Linked DNA regions of Mus musculus: region 2 is linked to region 1. A link is a contact called in public Hi-C data. All regions are on one chromosome and are shown on one strand. Each heading gives the region's core, a stretch centred on a gene start, on an enhancer-like site or on the middle of the called end of the contact. The rest is flanking DNA. Distances are from core to core; before and after follow the strand shown.

Evidence for each region. A called contact is a pair of places that touch in the nucleus more often than the background predicts.
Region 2: a contact with region 1 is called in a Hi-C map of cerebellum, with 2.0 times the contacts expected there. The contact joins the enhancer-like site here to the promoter of 4930445N06Rik in region 1. A contact is called at or near these places in 3 of 39 promoter capture datasets (the C10 cell line, embryonic stem cells and hippocampal neurons), 2 of 15 datasets of contacts at CTCF or cohesin (embryonic stem cells and pro-B cells), 61 of 484 Hi-C or Micro-C datasets (the 63-12 cell line, the BV-2 cell line, the CH12 cell line and 28 more), 3 of 115 datasets of contacts at active chromatin or transcription factors (a beta-TC-6 cell line and embryonic stem cells) and 2 of 9 other capture datasets (adipose tissue and liver).

What each region holds. Positions count from the first base shown.
Region 1 is chr15:88,315,178-88,320,503 of GRCm38.p6, reverse strand. 4930445N06Rik (a long non-coding RNA gene) reads left to right here and starts at 3,329. Exons shown (of 7, transcript XR_875554.1): 1 at 3,329-3,348. All of the region lies in intron 1 of B230214G05Rik (RIKEN cDNA B230214G05 gene), which reads right to left.
Region 2 is chr15:88,540,020-88,545,144 of GRCm38.p6, reverse strand. No RefSeq gene overlaps it. Among named protein-coding and RNA genes, the nearest start is that of Gm35831, 28 kb to the right of the region's middle. Within about 2 kb of position 2,379, at least 6 of the 459 cell types and tissues checked have an H3K27ac peak or open chromatin away from gene starts, as enhancers often do. A contact at or near this core is called in cerebellar granule neurons, cerebellum and stem cell-derived neurons, where this site is marked.

The DNA of each region.
Region 1 (5,326 bases), core at 2,080-4,579:
CAATTCTGGGAGTGTTTATACTTTCAAGCCCCCTCTGTCTGTCTCTATTGCTGTGTTAACTGCCAACCTTGTCCTGTCTGCTACCCACTAGCCTGAGCTGTCATTGCTAGTGCCACCAGCTTACTAGGTCTTGCTGGTCTTTGACTTTGGTGGGGTCTGCTGGCTGTCAGATCATACTCTTTTATATGTGGCCAGAGTGCAGCTTCTCCCTAGAGTTAATGCTTATCACAGATATTAAAATACAGGTGTGGTCTTTCTTGGTTACCTCATTAACTCCTTGTCTACTGGACAGTCTGGGGGTAGTCTCTTTACCTGAGATAAATGGAAGCCTTTTACAAGCCAGCCTTACTTATAGTTTTTCCCCCATTACAATTAGCTGCATTAGAAGAACCTGTGATAATAGGTTCCTTGCATAGGTTTCTTAGAACGTCTTGGAAGTTGCTATTGACTTTGCTTCCCAGAGCCCTGTCTTTCCTCTTATGCTGCAATATCCTACTCAGCAGCAGCGAGTATCTTAAGTGGTTTCGCTGTATCTTTTGGGACCAATATGGAGCTTTCCAATGGGGCCTTTCCCCAAGTTTTCTACAGTGAGCTACCTCCTGCCTCAATGTCTATTAAAAATACCAACTGAGGCTGGAAAGTTGACCCAGTGGTTAAGAAATCTGCTGCTCTTGCAGAGGCCTGGACTTAGTTTTTCAGCTCCCAGGTGAGATGGGTCACAAACACCCATAACTCCAATTTCAGGGTGCCAGCACCCCCTTCTGGCTTTATGTGGTACTTGCTTTCACATGTACATTCGCACACAGGAGTGCACAGAATTAGGAAGAAAGGGAATCTTTTTTTTTTTTTTTCTTGTCTATTTCTTTTTGAGACAGCATCTCCCTACAGAGCCCTGGCTGTCCCAGACATCAATACATGGAGCAGGCTGAACTCACAGAGACCTGCCTGATTCGGCCTTATGCTGGGATGAAAGGTGTGCATCATTAAATCTAGCAGGAAGTAAATCTGAGATGCCAAAGATTTTAAGTTCAGATTTCATTTTAGATAACCTGACCTAAGTTTAAACTCAGGGTAGACGAACAGGCTGGTACCTAGCATTAGTTTCTAAGTTGCCCCCCAACAAAACCTGAGCCTAGCTCCAGTCTCTAGGCTAATCCAGGTTACACCTTCAACAAGACCAGTGTCTCCAGCTTATTCCTCCAACAAACCTGCGCCCCCAGGTTACAAGTCCACCCCCTGCCTAACAATCACCAATGCAGAGGGGAGCAGAAATTCAGTTTATGATATGACTCCCAGCACCAGCCAATTATGTTAAAGGGCACAGTAGCTTCCCAATTAGATGTTTGCACACGCATTCCCTGCTTGCTGCTTACTCTAAAGCCTTGCCCACATAGACATTTGGGGCTCCACACCTTCCTGTCCGCTCTGACCACCAAACCATCCTGTGTGATGGCAGTGCATTAGGGGGCAGGGGAGGGAGGAAGCAAGCTAGCTCAAGTAGAATAAAGACCCTGCTGTGAGTTGCATCAGATCGGCTCCTGTCTGTTATTTGGGGGATCGCTAACATTTTCCTGGCACAGCAAATCTTCTTTTTGTTTGTTTTTTAAGATTTCTTTACTTATGTATTTTAGGGCTTTGTCTACATGTGTGTCTATATAGCACAAGACAGCATCAGATCCCATCATAGATGGTTGTGAGCTGCCCTGTGAGTGCTGGCAACTGCACTCAGAACCTCTGGAAGAGCAGACAAGATAGTACATGATTTAATGTTCAAGAAATGTCCAGAATATTTAAACCTGACTGCAGGAAGATTAGAGACAGTAAGGCTGGGGGCAGTACAGTGTCCTGAGTCAGCTTATAGGCAGGGGGTTCCTTTGTGTGATAGAAACATTCTGTCCTGGTGATGGTGAGGGCCACAATGGTGGGACATGTCCCTGTCAGCAGTGAGGGGGCAGACACTTGGATTCTGCAAGGGCTCAGAGCAGAAGGAGTTCAATCCCAGAGCATGGGGCTGAACTTTATTTCATAAGCCATCTCTGTGGACTCTGAATTTAGGATGTTTGGAGGCTTCTTCTAGGAGTACCAGACAGATGCCTGGAAACAGAGCCCTCCTCTGCCCACCCTGGAGGTGTCAGTGTTTGGCAGCAGCAGGCGTCACACTCAATTATCTTGAAAAGTCAGAAGAGCCCACCCTTGCTGCCAGAGACAGGTGGGCCCTCCCTGGAGGCTGGGCCTCTTCTCGAGTGGCAGTGGGCCCACGTCCAATCAATTACCTATTAAAATGAGACCCACTGCCTGCAGATGGCAGGTCCTCACTAGAGCATATGGCTGTACGGCTTCTCTGGGAGGCTGTGATGCTCGTGTTAAAGGAAAACCACCGGAAGTGTGAGCTTCCGTGTACCCAAGCCATGTGTTGTGCTAAGTTTTCCTGACGAGATGCAGAGAAGTGTCTCTTTGTCCCAGACAGAGCATAGCAGCAAACCAAAGAAATGAGTCCACCAAAGCCCACCTCAGCAAGCCAGTGAGTTTATTGGGGTTCCTTCAGGAGCATGGATAACTCAAAGGAACAAAAGCTCACCCCAACCTGGATGTCTGCTCACAGAAGCTGTGTCCTGGGAGATCCCTGCTTTACTTTCAGGATTGTTCACAGGCCAGAGACTCTTTTCTAGGAAGCCGAACTGGTCAAGAGGGGGAGGGCCTCTGCCCTGCAGTTGTTTAGTACTATAGTACTGGGGAGAGTCTTTGGTTATCTGGCATGTTTCAGCTCTCCTCGCCTTATGAGGTCTGTTTACTTCTTGAGTCTCAAAGCGTTTCTCTCCTTCCAGGAGGGAAAGCTTCAATTCAAAGGGAATTGCTGCATATGAGCCCATACTCCAGGCCTTCAGTGAAGGGCAGAGATGCTATTAAATGTTTTAGTCACATGTGCTACAGTGACCACAGGAGCTGCCCGCAGGAGGCAGCTTGCACAGAGGTACTCCTTACAGACAGTGAGAATGGGCCACCCTCCTGGAGCTTTTGTGTGGCGACCCCATGGCTTCTGGAAATGACTTCCCACAGTACTCAGTGCCCAGTCTCTTTAGAGACTCCTCCATGTTATGTCTCCCGGGCTCTAAAATCTTTCCTATATTTCTCGGTCATCACCTCTTTGTCTAGAAGCTTCCACCCGGCTCCCACAGATTTTTTTTTCTAAGGTTCCATTTTTACTGTCTGTAAACAAGCCCAGCTCGGTCCGATTCCCCAAATACCCCTGACCGTTCCCATCCCAGCAACTCTGAGACTCTTACCATCTCTGGGCTTCTAGAAGCCAGGACAAAGGACATTTGGTGGCCGCACCTCTCTCATGGACATGTGAGTGACACCTGTCTGACCCTCATCCTCAACCTCTTTCTGATAGTGTCCTCCATGGCTATCCAACAGTGATGTTTGATGGTCGTGTGACAGTGGAGAACGAATGGAGTCGCTGATGCTTCCCATTCTATCCACTTGCTGCTGTGAGCCATGACTTCTCTTCCTAGAGTTCCCTGCACTGCCACTCCCAAGTCCACTCTCTCCTCCCTCACCTCCACCACTTTGGGTGTTTTTATATACCGTACCCCCATGCTGCCACCCTTGGCCCATCCACATCTGTGTGGGTGCTTGCTCTTCAGTCTGTCTCTGAAAGCTGAGTGGGTGCTCTTACCCCACAGTGTGGGCCTTGGTCTACAGTCTACACATGTGTCTCAAAAATACTCTGAATATACCACAGTCCTTGCAGAGCTATAGCTCTGAGCACCAGTCCACATGAAAGCTCCCCAGAACACCCTAAGCTTCAATTTATCTGCTCATGGCAGGAACCTGTCAGTACTCCTGAGGATAAGGCTGTGGCTTGGCCCACTAGGCTGTGTGAGTAGGCATGGCTCTCTATGTCGGAACCTTCCTGCACCATTGTCTCTATTTCAGAACTGGATTCTCTCATTAACTTTGTTGCTAACCACTTATCAGATTAAAACCACACCTTCCGTGACTTACACCAGTCTCTCAGCATGAGTATCTTCCATCTTCACTGGTGGAGGAGATCAAGGAGGAATGGGTTGGAGGGAAGGCTATAGTTTATAGGCGGTCCTTCTGGAACTTGTGAAAAGCCTGTAGGTGGGCCCCTTGGTCTTGTATTCAAATCATATATCCAATGGCAGCTACGTGTTCCCATCTTCTTACTATCACACACCCTGTCCTTTCTTTGTCCCTTCTCATCCCTTTAACCATGGTGGATCTTATTTTCTACTAAGACCCAAGCATGTCTGTTTAGGCTCTGAAACTGAAATCAGATCCTTCACAGGTTCCTTTAACATCTTCACTGAGATCTCTCTTCTTTTGTCCATCCATCCATCCATCCATCCATCCATCCATCCATCCATCCACCAATGCTCACTGAACAAGAGTAAACTTGATGGTAGACAGTGTAAATCACGTCTATCTGAGGGGCTCAGAGACCTCAGGGACTATATCTTGGTCTCTATTTCCAGTTTTGTATAAAGAAGTTGCAAGCAGGTATGATAGATGCATTAATGAAGACACGAATGGCCAGGCAGGGCAAGCTTAGCTCTCCTGGAATTAAGCCTGAGAAGCAGGACATGATCTTCTTATGGATGGCCTCTCCTGCTAAGAGGTACAAGTACCAAGGGTGATCTGAGCCTGGGTGGGATAAAGCAGGGACAGGCATACAAGCTGCCTTCTGTGGTGGTATTTATGTAGTTCTGGGCGGTAGAGGAGAGAGAGAGACCAGCACAGATATAGCCCAGGAGATCTGAGTGCCTGGAGATGAATAAGGAGTTCTCTGTGGATGATGTCATAGACTACAGAGTGAGAATTTCCCTTTGACTTGTTAGGGGAACAGTTCTGGACCTGGCAAGGGCTTGTTATGGTGACAAGAGGCAGGGGAGGCAAGGTACAGATGTAGAAGGCAGACTGCAGGAAAGGGGTGAAGTAAAGGCGAGATTCAAGCGACTGTTCTAAAAGATCTCATCTTTATGATACTGAAGCCATGTCCTGGAGGAGCAAGCTTGAGGTAGGTAGCTATGGACTTGGGTTGACCTGGAAACTGTGGATTCCATAGGTTTACTGGTCACCTTTCACTGGCTGCTCTCTGTTGTGGCCACACTCAGAGGGCAAAGCCAGCCCTCAGTTCCCACCGGCAGGGGAGGCAGTTGACTAGTGCCGGATCATCTCCTGGCTCCGGCAGACCCTGCCTCCTCGCTGCTGAGTCACACACAATTAAGCTCTGTGAAGACCTCAGCAGCCTTTATGGACAGTTTAATTATTTGCCGTGTGCACTGCACTTTCGAGCATT
Region 2 (5,125 bases), core at 1,130-3,629, 230 kb before region 1:
AAAAAGGTCTGGAGAGATGGCTCAGTAGTTAAGAGCACCAACTATTTTTCCAGAGGTCCTGAGTTCAATTCCCAGCGACCACATGGTGGCTCAGATCATCGATAATGGGATCCAATGCCCCCTTCGTGTGTGTCTGAAGAGAGTGATAGTGTACTCACATAAAATCAATCAATTTTAAAGAAACCCAAACCAAACCAATACAAAATCAATACTACTTTTATACTTGTAGCAAGGTGATATTTATTGTGTGAGTTTAATTGGCACATTGGTTTCCTGCTAAAAACTTATAAAATATATATAACATGAAATTCAACATCTTCCCCATTTTAAAGTGCAGAGTGGTAGCCTCACGTGCATGGACAATGTGTCACCATCATCCTTATCACTCTGGAGCCTTTGCTGTCCACAAACTCAAACTGTCCTCCCATCTCCATAACAGCCAACTGGCTGCCTGCCTCTCTGAATTTGACACTTAGTTTTATATAGGTTTTAGGGTCCTGTACTTGATCTCCATGTTTGTGCAACAAGCCCCTTACTGAGTGAGCCATAGCCTCAGCCCCTCCTTCCTTTTACAGACAGACGGTGATGTGGTGGGCAGCCCAACATTCATCTGTAGGTGGACACTTGGGTTGCAAACGTTTGGCTCTCGTGGCCATTTTGACTCTTTTTATTGTATGCCCAGAATGGGAATTACTGTGTCACATGGTCATTTTATTTTTAGCTCTCTGAGAGCCACCATGCTGTTTCCACAGCCGCTGTGCCATTTGTCACTCCTCCAACAGAGCCAGGGTTTTAATTTCTCCAACAGCCTCACCAGAATTTGCTGTGTTCTGGTTTATTTTCTTGGATAAATAGCAGCATCCCAACAGATCTTGGTTGCCGCCTCACTGTGGCTGGGTTGTATGTTGCCTGCAGCTCTTGTGCTTTGTGGTTATTGATGTATTTTCTTTGGAGGAATTACTGTTTGGATGTGCTGGTTTGAATGTGTTTGGCGCAGGGAGTGGCACTATTAGGAGGTGTGACTTTGTGGAGTAGGTGTGGCCTTGTTGGGGGAAGTATGTCATTGTGGGCATGAGCATTAAGACCCTCATGGTAGCTTCCTGGAAGCCAGTATTCTCCTGTTTGCCTTTGGAACAAGATGTAGAACTCTCAGCTACCCCTGCACCATACCTGCCTGGATGCTGCCATGCTCCCGCCTTGATTAATGAGCTGAATCTCTGAACCTGTAAGCCAGCCCCAATTAAACATCCTTATAAGAGTTGTCTTGGTCATGGAGTCTCTTCAGCAGTAAAACCCTAAGACATTGGGTCTGCCATAGTCTTCTTGGGCCTCTGTACCAAAGCCCTATGGCCCTACAGGCTGAAGCTACTGATAGTCATTTTTTCATAGCTCCGGAAACTGAACTCTGAGGTCAGGCACCACCAGTACAATGATGCTGCTTGTCTGTAGATGGTTGCCTTCACAGAGTCTTCATGAGAAGCAAACGTCTGGGCATCTCTTCTTCCAAGAACACGGGTCCCATTTGAGAGCCTGGCTCTCATGTGTTTGTCTCACCTGAGTCACCTTCCAAAGGCCTATCTCCAAATATTGTCCCATGGGAACTGTGGCACGAGGGTTTGGGTCTGCAGCAAGACCCTCTGCCCATGTCTGAGTCGGGATGTCAGTCATTCTAAACTGGAGTTCCTGGTGTAGTCAGGATGTGAGCCCCAGGAGACATGCACATGACTTAACCTTTCATCTTTCACCCTGTTGGCAGTGCTCTTTGATGCACAAAAGATTTTAAACTTTGGTGATATCTAATTCAACTAATTTTTCTTTTGCTTTTGGACTTTTGGTGGGTGTTCCAACTGAGAAACCGTATCCTGTTCCATGGTCACAAGGCTATCTATTCCGTTTACTCCTGAGTTTTGAGCTTGGGGCCCTTTGAGTTTGGATCATTGGTCACTTTGGGTTAATTTTGCTGTGATACCAGTGAGAAGGGTTTTAAAGAAAACCAAGAATCTCTAACAGACATTTCACCCTGGAAGTGTAGTCAGGGCAGGACTGTCACTACTTTTTGCTGAGATCCAGGGAGCCTGCTGATCTTCGGGGTACAGGATGCAGGGAGCCAGACTCCTGTGAGAATGGTTGTTTCTCTTAAAGCCAGGGGCCTTTCAGACCACAAATGCCTAATATTCTCATCCTAACCCTGGCTGTTCCAGGCGGCCATTCACCTCAGAGCACAGCTGGAGCCAGGTGGGGCCTGGATACTTCCAGGGATGTTCAGAGCAGCAGACTCAGCAACTTTTACATGAGCAGGCCCCAGACATGACTGTTGCCAATGGAGACCAGTGTTACAGCTGCTTTCAGCCAGGGCTTGAGGGATACAGGACACTGTGGCAGATGGACATCTCATTGGCAGGAAGCCATGACACAGATGGCTGGTTCCCAGGGCCCATCAAGTGAGTTTCATGTCCTCCACTCCCATTTTCCTCTCTTCTAGGAATCTGATCTCAGATTCCAGCTCAGGCAATGATGCAAATGATCGATCACTCCATCCATCCATCCATCCATCCATCCATAGAGCCTATAAGCAGATGTCTAGATGCTAGAGTTGCTAAGAGAGAGACTCCTCTCCCCTACTCCTGACACAGAAAATGATCAGAGAAAGTTTTAAGACTGAATCTACAGACAGATATGGTGGTTTACTAGTCTCAGGACTTGTCAGAGTGAGGCAGGAGGATTGTTATGAGTTCCAGGTCAACTTGGAGTACATTTGTGGCTGTGTTTTTTTTTTTTGTTTGTTTGTTTGTTTTTGTTTTTGTTTTTGTTTTGAGACAGTCTCTCTGTGTTTCTCAGACAGCTTTTAAACTCTTGGTTTAAGCTACCCTCTGCTACAGCCTCCCATGAGAGTGAATTTGTAAACAGATTTTTAACAGGTGAATCCTTCCGTATGAGGAAGCCAGAAGTTCTGCCTGGGGGCTGATACAGAACTTGAGCTCAGAGGGCCTTTCATGGTAAATCCTTGTACCTGTGTCTTAATCAGGGTTTCTATTCCTGCACAAACATCATGACCAAGAAGCAAGTTGGGGAGGAAAGGGTTTATTCAGCTTATACTTCCAAATTGCTGTTCATCACCAAAAGTCAGAACTGGAACTCAAGCAGGTCAGGACGTAGGAGCCATGGAGGGATGTTACTTACTGGCTTGCTTCCCTTGGCTTGCTCAGCTTGCTTTCTTATAGAACCCAAGACTACCAGCCCAGGGTTGGCACCACCCACAATGGGCTCTCCCAACCTTGATCACTAATTGAGAAAATGCCTTACAGCTGGATCTCATGGAGGCATTTCCTCAAGGGAGGTTCATTTCTCTGTGATAACTCCAGTTTGTGTCAAGTTGACACAGAAAACCAGCCAGTACAACCTGGAATGAGAGCCTGGTCACTGGGTACTGGCCTCAGGCTGGCCATAGAGCTATAAGAGGAGAGAAATCGGAGCTGTCCTGTAGGGAGGAGACTGGGTTATATGAAGCCCTCAGCATGGTCTTCATTTATTAGATGGGGCTTGGGGGTGGGTAGGGCTTGCTGTGACCCCAGGCTGGGGCTCTGAATCCGTGGATGGAATGATGCTGGCCTGTTGCTGGGTATGCTCACTGAGGCATGGCCAGGAAGTGCCCCCCTTCCCTACTGTCTCTACCTCTAGGTGCTGTTTCCCTGGTGAAAGTCATTACCCTTGTTCTATTCAGAGTGAGAAGGCAGACCCTCAGGGAAACAGCTGGCTTACATGAGACACTGGGTCTATTTGTTTTTTGGAGGTCCCCTAGCTCTTCTAGTCCTGAATTTTTTGCACCCCCCCCCATTCCAGCAGCTTGATGCCTGAGAAATAAAGCAGAAAGCCCATCATTTCTTTGACTGGGGTGTGTATTTGTGGAGGGGCAAGGTTGGCTGGCTGTTTCCTCTTGGGTAGATCTTCTATAACCTCCTGGTGTCCACCACTAATACACGGGGCAGCTTCTCTTGTCTGTAGTTGGCAGCCCTGTCTAAGGTTTTTCTGCTTCAGTGAGGGACCCCTGGAAGCAGCTCATATGTCACTGAGCACAATGCAGCTCTCAAACAGGCCATTCTTCTACAGCTGCCTTGTAACTCTTGACTTTTCTTCTTCTGTCAGGGTACTTGGTTTTGCAGGCAGGTCTAGGCATTGGGTTGTGGGCTGTCTCCCAATGGTCCACATTCAATATGGGTGTTGGAATTCTGCCATCCCCGTCTCCAGCTGCACTTAGGGCAACTTCCTCTGCAGGTCAGAGAAACAAGGCCAGAATGGGACTGGGGAAAGAAACTGGGTAGGACATGAGAATTCGTCCTGACCATGATCCCTCCAGAGACAGTACCACTCTCAGCTCAGCCCAGTCCTGGCTCTGTACCATTGACTGGCCTCTTCTTGCTGAAACCTAGAAGTGAGATTCCTCACTGTCCATTTAGTGACAAGAACTTTAGGGCTCAGAGTGTAGCTCATCTACTCAAGGTCACCTCTGTAACAGTCATGTGGTGAGTTTGAAATTAGATTACTTACTCTGGCTTTGGGATTCTAAACACACTCCAGTAGGACCATATGTTACTACTCCACACTCACTCTGCCTGGGGTACTTCCATGGCAAGTGCCTTTTTGAAAGCAATACATGGATGGATATGAGGATGGTTGGAAGGGGAAATGGAGTAAGGATGAAGTAGGTGGGTGAAAAGATGGAAGGGCAGATAGATGGATGAGTTGAAGGATGAAGGGTTGGGGTTGATGGGAGGATGGGTGGATTGAATGAGGGAGCAAAGGACAGAGAGATAAAAGGATGGATGGGTATTGTAGATGGTTGGATTATGGAAGGCAGGATGAAGAAATGGAGTGAATGGAGGGTGGGTGGGTGGGTGGCAGGGTGGGGTAGATGGATGGATGACATGTGGTGGGATGGGTGAGTGTGTAAGTGTCAGGATGAGAGATGTGGTGCTGGAAGGTGGAGAGGTGGGGTGGATGGACGGATGGGAGGGTGATGGAGGTGTGTAGATGGCATGATGAAGGGACGGGATGGATGGAATGATGGGTAGATAAATGTCAGGATGGAGTGGATGCCTGACAGAGTGGATGGAGGCATGGCTGGGTA